Regions from separate parts of the Arachis hypogaea genome. Here region 2 is linked to region 1. A link is a contact called in public Hi-C data. All regions are on one chromosome and are shown on one strand. The core of a region is the stretch at or near the end of the contact, and the rest is flanking DNA. Distances in the headings are between cores, read along the strand shown. Region 1 holds the start of LOC112720220 (FBD-associated F-box protein At4g10400). Region 2 holds the start of LOC112720221 (syntaxin-52).

Region 1 (6,118 bases), core at 1,965-4,464:
ATTAACTAATTATTTATTAATTTCGCAGCGCATACTTTGTTCCCCAACTTTTGATTTTCCGGAATTCAGTTGTTTACTACATCTAAAGATGGTGGATGATGGTGATGTTGATATAAAAGTAGAACGGTAAAAAATCACTATGACGTCATACCCATGACATCGCAAGAAATAGCAAAAATGTCAAATACATTAAAAAATTATAAAATTGTTTACAAATAAATATTACAACAATCAGCAAAATATAAATAAAACTACTAAAAGATAAACAAAAAATTGTCTCTAAACAAGCATGTGCCACCATGTAAACTCCAACTGCCTTAGATTTTACACTCTTAAAACGTTTTCGTATCGAAGGTAAAATTCTTAATTATCCTAAGGGAGATGAAATCAAGCAATCACATCTATGTACCAGTTGAAGGCTCTTTACAAACAGAACCTTCACTCACAAGCCCTTAAGTCAACTAGAAAGTTTAATAAGATTAGAATAACCTATTTACCTTAATCACAAGTCATTAAATAAATTAACCTGAAAAAGATTATAGAATGGACAAAAGAATTTCTTCTTCGACCACACAAGATTTAAGACGGGGAATAAAAAAGAAAGCAAAGGCAAGTTTTCTCTATGAAACAACAATGCTTCTACAACAAAAATTTCACAAAAGAAAGTCCATCCATCACTAACTTGAATAGCTATTAGCTAAATAAAAATCCTGAATTAGAATGAATACATATTAAGCATGGATGTAATTTGAGTACAGAAAAGTGAAAACAAACAAAGTTAAAATTCCAACATTCACTTTAAGGATGAACTTTGGAAGCTTAACAATGAAATTGAATCTCGGTACATACAAGGACAGCAATAAGGAATCGAATAAGTGTGTTCTTGGTATTTAATTCTAGTATGTTCACAGTGTCACTCAATATTGCAAATTAGAATCAATCAAATAATGTTATCCAAAGCTTCTACACAAGTATTTGATAAGACTCTCACATGAGAACACATCTATCAATTTTTTTCATAATATATCCTATTCTTGAAGAACACCATGGAAACAAGTAAGAAATAATTCATAACAGCTTTAATTTAGTCAGACACATTCACACAAATGACAGAGATGGTTTTTATCAAAGTAAAAAATAATAAAGAAAAGACAGGGATGGTGCGTATACATACCTGAAGGGAATATGTCTTAGTCTTTAATTTCAATTCGGCACATGTTGGATCCCCTTGGGATGGCACACAATTCTTTAGTGATATTGTATTTTTTCTTGCTCTTGCCCTTTTCATTCTTAAGCGAATCAAGATTAACAGTAACTGTTTGCAAAACAATCCCACTTTTTAAGATATAGGCAATGAATCCCAGCTCATCATTAGAACCTTTATATCCTTTGAATTCAATTTTTGTCAAGTGTGATGCAAGACAATCAGGAACACAAGTAGGGGGTGTCCAGCTGCTAGAATTGCCGGTTGGCTCAATCCAAATCTGAAAACAAGGTACAAGAAGGCTAAGAGGATGCAAGGAAATACCAGATCATGAATCAAAAATCAAACAAAATAATAAGTGACAAACCTGCTCATAATTACAAATCTTGAAAACTTGAAGCATAGGACACTTGTAAAGCAGGTTTATGATTAGAGTCGGATTGAAACATTTTAGCTCTAAATGAAGTAAACAACTGAATTCCGGAAAATCAAAAGCTGGGGCACCAAGTATGCACTGAAGCGGAAGACAAGCATATATTAAGCATAATATTGATAGGATCAAAGCTACAATTAACAATTGCAAATCCACAAGAATGTTAATAAGATTTGAATAACCAACCTCTAATATCGAAATATGCAAGTGGAGCTTTTTTATTCGGTTGAGTGCATTTAGAAGCATATGTATATAATCAGGATCGTCTTCCCTGAGATCAAGATCTGCTACTTTCACATTGTGCAAATTGTTGACAGTCAACTGGCTTAGTCCAATATATAAGAAGAAAGTAAGATATTCAAGTGCCGGAGCTTCTATTTCAACTTCAACTTCTCTACGTGTAGATGACTTGCGATTATGAACTTCCAGCCTCTTCAAGGAATTAGGAAAAATTATCTTGGGAGCATTTATTTGGTTAAACTGGAGATAAAGATCTTCAAGGACCGGGCAGCCAGAAAAAATCTTCACGTCTAAGGGATACGGTGTATCCATGGAGAGTCTCATAGTCCTGAGGGCTGGCAAATGAACAGACGATATCTTATTGACGCATATCAAACCATCCAAAGTGAGTGAAATGAGAGAAGTACAACTGAAGATGCCACGTAGGACGCTGGAAGAAGGAAACCACACGAAGTGTTTCTTTAAATACGGAGCATACAAAGAAAGATTAAGGTCCTGGAGTTGAGGTCCAATGGCAGCAAGTGACCAGTAATTGAAAGAACGTGCATGGAACGAGGCTTCACCTGTGTAGCTGCTTGAGAGGCGGAACTTGCGGATGTCTCGATTCCTACGCTGCGCAAGAACTCCGTTTACGAAAGCAGAAAAGTGCATGAAGGACCAGTCGTATTGCTCGTCCTCTTCCTCTTCCTCTTCCTCTTCCTCGAGTTGGAAGTTGAAGACTTGGAGATGCTGCCAGAGGTAGCGCCACCTGCGAGAGAGGAGGCTGGTGGAAACGGCGGTTTTGGTGGGGAGGAAGGACAGAATGTGGCCGATGAGGGAGTCCGGTAGGGCACTAAACCTGTCCATTTTTCTTTTTTCAATCCTCTCCATCTTGAACCTCAAGGGATGCTGTTAGGTTCTGCTTAATGGCAGCCACTGGAAGACCACTGTGAATGGCAATTGAATTTGGATTCGAAGAGTTTTTTTTTTTTTTACATTGCTGTTTGGTTTTGATTTGGCCTTTCGAGTGGGGACATTTTAATCTGGGTTTTCAGATTTATCATGGAATTGCGTTTGACCCCTAAAGATTTAGGTTTTAAAAAAGGCACAGCATAGTATTTTCAAAGGTAACCCATAAGATTTAATAAATTGTTGGACTCTACTCCAGACATAATTTGGCCCAAATTGTTTTATTGAGCTGAATACGTATCTTTTATCACGAGGGCCGGTCCAATTCGTGATTAGGCTAGAATGTTAAACCTTTTTTTAATTCATGACCATACAAAAGAAAAATGGAATCCTATGAATGAGAAAAAGTGGAAAAAAAAAAAAAGCAAGTGAAAAATTAAAAATAAAAATATTTAATGGATGGTAATCTTTAAAAAATTTCATCGGTAAAAAAAAAAAGCGAAAATGAGAAAGAAAATTCTTTAACAATATGTAAAATAAAAAAGAGAAAATAAAAAACAAAATTTATTCATAGTTCATACCCTTGATTAAAAAAACAAAAAACATCCGCAACAGGAAATTTTAGTATGCCAACATCTTAAAAGAGCTGTAGTTATGCATTCAGTCTGAGATGCTGGTGACAACCATGGAAACATAGACAAGCGAACCTACACTTTGAAATATAAACATTTTGAAGACTTTCAAGTTTCAACACGTCTGTATTTTTTATTGAGTGTTGACGGTAAGTACATTTTGTTTGTGTTCTGCAATTTTTGCTATTTTAAAAGAATGAAGAATGAAGTACTCATTTAATGTTTTGTTATATATGATTTTCTAGTTGAGGTATGTTCTATTGGAGATCAATTAGAACAAGTCAATAATATGCTATGCAACAATAACACCAATAAATACTCCACCAAATCATAACATTAGTTATAATATTTTTTTATATTATTTTATAATGTTTTTGTTAACCTTTTCAAAAGTGTTTTTTAAATTTAATCTTAAAGTCCAAGGGCTAAGGATTCGATGGTCCAGAACGTTTGGACCATTAAATGGTCCCATAACAAAACATGTTTTTTAAGTTTTTTTTAACAATTGTTACATAGTCCTTTAACTAATTTTAATTACAAATTGACCCTATATATTTTATTTAATTATAAAAACAGTTTTTTATTTTATATATTATTATTTTATCAATCATCTATTATGTTTATTAACAATCAAAAACAAAAATAATAACGAATTAGATCTTCCATTGATCGTAATAAAGCTTTTGGCCATTCAAATTGATTAAAAGTTTATATTTGATCGGTGACGTTCGTGATGAACCGTAAAATCGTGTTTCATTGAAAACCAATCGATTGGAATTTCAAAACAATCGATTGAATTATAACTCAATCGATTGGATTATAGTTTATCACAAAACAATCGATTGAAAATTGCAAGGCAGCATGTTTTCGCATAAATCAATCGATTGGTTATATGACCCAATCGATTGAACGATGAATAAAAATTGGATTTTTGTAATTCAATCGATTGTTTATATCCTCCAATCGATTGAATGCTTGAAAACAATCTGGGGTCTCACCAAAACAATCGATTGCTTGAGTATCCAAGTAGTTAGATAATCAAAATAAAAGTTAACAAGAAAAGAAAAAAGAAGAAGAAAACCTCCTAATTAGTTGTAAATGGATTATTTTGGTTTCTTGTCTTTCATTTTTCTTTCATTTTTTTATTATTTAAAATTTTTCCCTTTAGCTTTTAAAAAAAATTATAAATCTTATCTTTTGTGCTATATTCTAATTTAGTCCTCTGATCACTTACTCTTAGAATTTGTCAATGCAAGGTTAAGTGCTACTGGAATCTGCAGGAGCTGAAAAGCTACAAGGCTGATTTGGTTTTATCCTTTAACTAAATGAGGAACTTATTTGTGTTCTGTTATTTTGAGGTGAATGAAACAGTGATTCTTAATGGGTAAATACCAAATATAGTGGCCGGACTTGGAGAATCTAATATATTTGAGGAAGTATAATTTAGTTAACAGAATGAACACAACTTAATTTTAACATGCACAGAGGTGATGCAGACATAGAGGCATAGACCACCATCAATCTACCATTAAAGAATTTCTCTGTAAGTCAGTTAAAGAATTTCTAATTCCTAGACTTGTGGATGTGCAAGAGATATAAGAGCATATTTGTATGGGACCTTTAGATGCTATCCTCGGTAACAGATTGACATTGTGACTGTTTATGTGATATCTATTCTTCCTCCGATTTAATCATTTGAATGTATATTAATTTAGTGTTTTTATTCTAATCTTTTTGTGGTAAATTAGCAAATATTACAGAAACATCTTTGAAGCATGGAGAGTTTTACATGAAAATAGTTGTATCCTTGTTATAAAAAATATCAATCTAATATGTGCCTCGTATTTAGAAAAGATAACCAATGACTTTGGCAGATATATAGTTTGAGTACTATTAAACAGCTATAGAATGTCAATTCTACTAACATATAGCCTGCATAGTCCAAAGTTTTTATTGCTATATGACCAATCTAGTCTATCAATATATAGTCTGCATAGTCCATGGTCCAATGTTTTTCTAAATGATATATAAAAGAATTTCATCTAAACTTGTTTGATTTAGCACTTCCCCGTGCATAGCACTATGCGCAGGCACATATACTAGTAAGATAACAATTTTAATTTGACAGGATAAAGATAACAAAGCAATGATGAGGCGAAACAAGATTTTGATGTCTATGATGAGAACAAAGAAGGGTTGATTGATGCCAAGGAGTTGCAGAGAGTTCTATGCATTTTGCTACTTAAGGAAGCAAGAGTTGTATCTTGAATGTGGTGGTAAAAATAATAAATTTTTACTTTTTTCAGGTGTCATTGTTGAATATACACATCTTGGAGGCAGGTTTCAGGTTTGAATTATATTGCTTTTGGAGAGGCATCCAATGCAATGTAATACTTTGCCCAACATCAAAGTTTATCATCAATAACAACAAAAACTCAACAACGTAGCAACAAATTCAACAAAACAGCAACAAAGACACGGCAAATTGATTGATTGAATTATAAACAATCGATTGAATTACAAAAATCCAATTTTTATTCATCGTTCAATCGATTGGGTCATATAACCAATCGATTGATTTATGCGTCTGCCTTGCAATTTTCAATCGATTGTTTTGTGATAAACTGTAATCCAATCGATTGAGTTATAATTCAATCGATTGTTTTGAAATTTCAATCGATTAGTTTTCAATGAAATACGATTTTACGGTTCATCACGTCA
Region 2 (6,118 bases), core at 1,179-3,678, 150 kb before region 1:
ACAGTTCTGCTCATTGCATCTGGTTTTATTTCAGGACCAAATAAACTATCCCTATTTGCAAAGTTTGACATGTTCAGTGTTGAAGCCATTTGGTTAACTTTTGACCTCAAATTTGTAAGTGTTTCCCTGCGGCGATTCATCTCCTTCTCAGATCTGTGCATCATTGAGAAGTGAAAGCATCAGATATCAATAAAGCAACTTCATCATATAACTTGACACTTGACAGATGAAAAGAAGACAATGAATGATTGATAATACAAATTTCCTTATGCTATTATCACATAACTTTTACAATGCAACTAAACAAATCTTAAGAAATAAATATTTAAGATCAGGACAACCCTTAACAATGTACTGGACAATTGCAGTACAGTATTTCAGGTCCTAGTTTCTATGCTGTAATAGCAAGATCTTCCTTAATTAGCATAAACACCAGCTGAACACTCACTTTCCAGGGACTTTAGATAAAAGGGATTGCAAGCTATCAAGTCTGGTCCCTAAGATAGTAATCTTCCTTCTTATAGCAGATGCATGACGCTGAGCTTCTGGTCCAGATGTTGATAATGAACTCCGCTCAGAAATCATGCCATTGATATCATCGGCGAGTTTCACTGCTTCATTATATTCCTTCATCCATGAGTCTGATGACGATGCCATTGGTCTGAAAATAAGTGAAATGGAATAAAAAGTCACTGCCAGACGATTTTTATTGAATAAATCATCAGCAAAAATTCATTTATTCTAATAAGATAATTAACCTTTTCAGCCCTCACCGCTAACAAATATTAAAGTTTAACTGTTAAGAGAACCTCGTAAAACCAATACCTTCATACATATCAAAATATGTCAAGTTATAGTTACCCCCACTTTTTTTAATTTAACACTCTTAGCTTCCTACCTACTCAGCTGCCTCAGGGCAAGCACTCAGCACTCAAACATATATATGAAATGTTCCCTTTGCATACATCACACCAAATGTAAAAGGGCTTTCCACTCACTAGAAATATATACGGCCAACTAATATTTTGGAGATCATAATTCAAGTGCCAACAACATTGACTGAGAAGATATGCATGGTTTTTCCCCAGCTAAAGAAACTTACTAAGATAGAGAGAAAGAAACATTACACTACAAACGGGTATCTTATACTTTTGCATACCTCATAAACACCAGTGCAGGCACGCACATAGAGGGAACAAAACAATAAACAATGTTGGCGGATAAAGATACATTGGAAGAAACAATTGCTGGAAAATAGCAAAATCCTTAATAATTCATCCTGAATTTTAGCCCTCAAAAGTCCAAAGAGCCACCCTTTAGACCGAATGAAGAAAAAACAAAAAGGAAAAAGAGTGGCCAAAAACATGTCACGAACAAACAGAATAGCAACCAGGGTTTTCTTCTCATATGGCTGGGCGTCCTACTTGCCAAAACATTTGAACAATTGATAAAAACAAACATTGAAAGCAGTAAAAATTAAAACCTTTCATCTTGTAACAAGTGCACCCATTAGCTAATCCTATCACATGTTCCCTCATTTTCCACCATTATATCTCTACAAACAATTAGTCAACGGTCACATTTAGCAGCACCATCACCGACATAATTGTTACCCCGATCAAACTTTCAATTCTCCACAGAATGGTGACTAATTCCCTCAGCAACAGTTCCCTCAATTTCAAATCCAAACCACGGTTGCTGTGAACCTCGGAATTTCCAAGCATTTTATTTTACATTCTTTTTTAAAAAAATCAAGTAATAACAAACAGCACAAAGAATCCCTTAAGCTCATCTCATGATCACAGAACAGGGATAACAAAATCACAAAATTCACCCGTCATTGGATACAAATAAACATAACAAACTTAAACATCAAAATTTCACAAAAATACATGATTCTTAAAGAAATTTCAAAACACACATCAAAATCAGACACGAAAACACGAAATTTCGGCGAATTAAAGGTCATCCAGCAGCGCTCAAATTACAATTCAGAAAAAATGAAGAGAAAATCGAATTTGACAAAACTATGAAAGGATCGTAAAGGGAACTCGCTTATACCTACTAAATTTGGGACGAATTATAAGTAGGGTTTCGGAATTAAGAGGAAGGAATCGGGTTTTCTTCCGATGGAGGGTGATGGATACGACGTCGTTTTTCGGGAAGATGGCGATGTACAAAGGAAAGTAGCGTACAAGAGCGGCACCAGGAAGGAGCACTAAAGCGTAACCGTTTCGTCGGACAGAGTCGTCGTCTACGTCGCGATGTTAAGAAAGCCGAAAAGGTCGTTCTGCACAGCGTCGTTTTTGGTGTCCACCCCACTTGCGTTACGCTGATTGTTGTATTGTGTGTTTGTCTTTTACTCCATTACCCCCGGGTGCTTGCTTGCTTAGGTGGAACTAAATCAGTATTTGTTAAAAATAAAAACAAAAAATGAATTGATTTTCACTTTCAAATAGGTAATAAAACTATTATACATCACTAATTTTATAATTAAAATAGGTCACATATCACTTTTTTATTATAATTAAAATCAAATCTTTTTTATTAAAATTAAAGAATTATCCCTTCTTTTTTACTAATTTTACGACCAAACTATACCACATATTGTTCCGGGGGTTACCTGAAACTGTAGGTCGATTTCGGACGAGATCTTCTGTATTGGTAGGAGATGACGTGTCCGACTGGTGAGTGACGGCCGGAGCTGTTGTATCCGACTGGTGGACTGGCTATGCTGTTGATCCTTCGTCACCGGAGGGTGGGGGGTACCTGCAAGGGACTCCGATGCTTAAGTTAGCAAGGGTATTAAGCAGGTTTTTAGTAGATTCAGAGTATGATTTATACCTGGGTGTTCCAGTGTATTTATAATGGTCGTGGGCTGACCTTCTTAGGTAAGATAAGTTAGTTATCTTATCTTATCTTATCTTATCTTTGGGTGAGGTCAGCTTATCCTCAAGGGAACCCCGCCTTTATCTCTATAGGCTTGTACTGCATTTGGATATGGGTCGTGTTCCTCTATTTGGGCCTTTTACTGGGCTTTCCTGGCAATTTGGCTGATCTCTTTGAGAAGAGGTCGGATAGTCTGACCTGAAGAGGTCGGTCGCTTTGAACATCCCGGGTCGGATAGCTTGACCCAGGGTGTGAACAGTGCCCCTGCTCGAGCTCGGTCTTTCTTTTTGAGGTCGAGTCCTAGTTCTTAAGACTTCGATCCTTCTCTGGTGAAGCCGAACTCGAGCATTTGTCGACTTCATTCTTTGCAGAATCTTCCTTTTTGAATGTGAAACGTTTTCTTCTGAAAGCGCGCGCTTTTGTATTAGCGTCCTGTTCTTGGGAACGTGCGAGGGCTTAATACCCTCATTAATTGGTTTTAATTGCCCCGTTTCTCTTAGCCTCTTTATTTTGAATTTCATATTTCAGAAAAACGGTTTCTTTTCTCCGTAACCTCCCCTTTCTTCCTCTCTTTCTGTTTTCTGAAATTTGTGGTTTTCGTATTTCTTTCCTGTGTCGTACTTTTGGCGATTATTAGTGCTTTCCTTACTGTGAAAAGGGGCGACTCTGGATTCCATTTTCTACTTCTGTGAGGCTTTTCTGTTCGAGAGGTGGTTCTGTTCCCTGTCGCTTCTGCTCTCAGCCTTTCTTCAGGGTTTTCCTCCATTTTTTCAGGTTGGTTCTTTCTTACCTTCCTCGTCGCTTGCATTGTGCGTTTTTTGACTTTAGCAAGTTTGAATATTTTTGTATTGCCATGCATCTGCTTGCTTATTGTTGTTTATTTTTCTTCTTCTGTGATCTGCACGAACCCATTTGCTTTTCTCAAAAGGTTGCTCCTTTGATGTTTTGTTGACAAATTTTTGCAAAAGATAACTTCTATTTTTTATTATTCTTGAAAAAGGTTGTGTCTTTGATGACTTCTTCTTGAGCTGTTTATTTGGTTGCTTCGTTTGTTGATTAAACTGGGATTGTGGGTCTGGAGGGTAGTTTATTTTGATGACTTTGCTCGACTTGTGGCTCGCAGCTTTCTTTTCGGAGTGTCACTTTAGTTGCAGATCAAAAAGGAGAGGTAAGGGTTTATTGTTTTTCTGTTAGGATGTATGTGAGCTTGTAGGTTTTCCTGAATCCTTGTTCCATAACTTGCCTCCAAAAGGTGCCCCTAGATCTTTTAGTGTGAGTCCTGGGGTTGCCTTTTGTTGCTTGTATTGCTCTGTGTCATGCTTGTCCGAGCTTGTTCTGATGTGGTTTGTTTTTGACTTTATCGGAGATGTTTCGGGTTAGTAATCTATTTTCTTCTTTTCTTACTGTAGGACTAGTTGACCTCATGTCTTCTCGCAAGAACATTGTTGAGACATCTTCCCAAGTCCCTGAAGGCATGGCTGATTGGGTGGATTCGATGGTTCTTTTGTGTGTTTCTTTGGTTGATTCCGAATTTTGTCAACAGCTTAGGCAATTCCATAGGGTTTGTAGTAGTGGTAGTGAGGAAAAGAATTATGAGCTTGTGCCCCCCACTCCTGAAGAGAGAGTTTGTTTCTCTACTCGAGTTGCTGGAGACCGTCCTTTTTTCTATGCATACGATTACTTTTTTTGCCAGATGAATATCACCATTCCTTTTACTCCTTTTGAGACCAACCTGTTGTGGTCTTGCAATATAGCTCCATCCCAACTTCACCCCAATTCTTGGGATTTTATAAAGATTTTTCAATTACTGTGTCGTGAGTTTGACGTCCCTGCTTCGCAATTCCTTTTCTTTTATTTGTTTGTCTTGACAAAACCTGAGGTAATGAAGAAAAAGGCTGCCTGGGTTTCTTTCCGAGCTTCGCAAGGGAAGAAAGTTTTTTCTATGTATGACGAGTCGTTTCGTGATTTTAAGAACTATTTCTTCAAGGTCCGAGCTGTTGAAGGAGCTCGTCCCTTTTTTCTAGACGAGAATGATGAGCCCACTTTTCCTTTAGAGTGGCAAAAGAACGTTGTTGTGTCGAGGTATTCTTGGGAGATGTTGGACGAAGTCGAGCAGGCTTTTGTGACTGTGTTGGAGGAGAATTGGGGGGGAACCTCCCTATCTTGATACCAAGAAATTTTTAGGGGACCCCTCACTCCTTCGAGATGAGCTGGTAGTGTTCAATTTTGGCTTACCTTGTTTTGTTGAGTTTATTTCTTTACGAGCTTTTTTTTTATTTGTAACTTGGTTTCCTACTGTGATGTTTTGTTTGCAGAGATGATTAAGAATAAGGAATCTATGAAGGCCTTTAAGAGGGCAAGAAAGGCTACTGCAGCTCAAAACATCTCAACTAAGGCGGCCGGTGAGGGATCATCTCAGGTTCAGTCGAAGCCAGCCATACCGAACTCGCCGGGGGTGAGGAAGGTAATCCCTACTCCCCGGGTTCGTTTGGCTGATCCTCCTCAAGTTTCTGTTGCCACTTCTGGTGCTCCTCCGAATAAAAAACAAAAAACAACTGAGCCTTTCAACCTTGATGCCACTGACTTTGATGCGGTTGAGTTTGTCGATCAGCAGATTGGTCCTTATGGTACCATTCCTACCGACAATGTCTCTCTCCTTCGCCACTTAGATTTTATTACTCGGAGTAGCGTCAAGATGGCGCATATGGGAGCTGCCCTGGACCGAACTGCCCAAGACCTCCCTCTTCATGCTACCAAAGCTTTTATGGATGAGGCTAAGCAAGAGTTCGACCGTATGAATGGTTTAAAGGAGGAGCTCCAAGTGAAAGTGACCAAACTGGAGAAGGAGTTGGAGACCGAAAAGGCTAGTTCTGTTGCCTTGGCGGCTTCTGTGAGGTTGGCTGAGGATACCACTTTGAGGCACAAGGATAGCTATGTTATGGCCTATAGGGAAGTGATGCGTCTCAGGGAGGAGTTGGAGTCTGCCCGGGTTGATTATGCTGAGCTCTAGGGTCACCTTGTAGGCAGCGTAAATGCTGCTTATGAGAACCTGAAGGAGCAAGTTCGAGTTCTTGCTCCCGAGGTCGACCTTACTCTCTTCAGTCTGGACAATGTTGTAAAGGATGGCAAGATTGTTCCTGACGACCCTGATGACGACGATGTTGAACCTCCCCCTGTGCTTGCTGCCAAAACCTCTGAAGTGCCGACTTCTTCCGCTCCTTCAGCTGAG

Evidence for each region. A called contact is a pair of places that touch in the nucleus more often than the background predicts.
Region 2: a contact with region 1 is called in a Hi-C map of leaf, with 3 times the contacts expected there. The contact joins the promoter of LOC112720221 here to the promoter of LOC112720220 in region 1. A contact is called at or near these places in 2 of 8 Hi-C or Micro-C datasets (both in leaf).

What each region holds. Positions count from the first base shown.
Region 1 is chr11:10,521,183-10,527,300 of arahy.Tifrunner.gnm2.J5K5, reverse strand. It overlaps LOC112720220 (FBD-associated F-box protein At4g10400), which reads right to left and starts at 3,214. Exons shown (of 4, transcript XM_025771080.3): 1 at 1,824-3,214; 2 at 1,572-1,718; 3 at 1,175-1,484. The coding sequence starts at 2,747. The coding sequence ends at 1,191.
Region 2 is chr11:10,666,410-10,672,527 of arahy.Tifrunner.gnm2.J5K5, reverse strand. It overlaps LOC112720221 (syntaxin-52), which reads right to left and starts at 2,428. Exons shown (of 6, transcript XM_025771083.2): 1 at 2,062-2,428; 2 at 449-661; 3 at 1-153. The coding sequence starts at 657.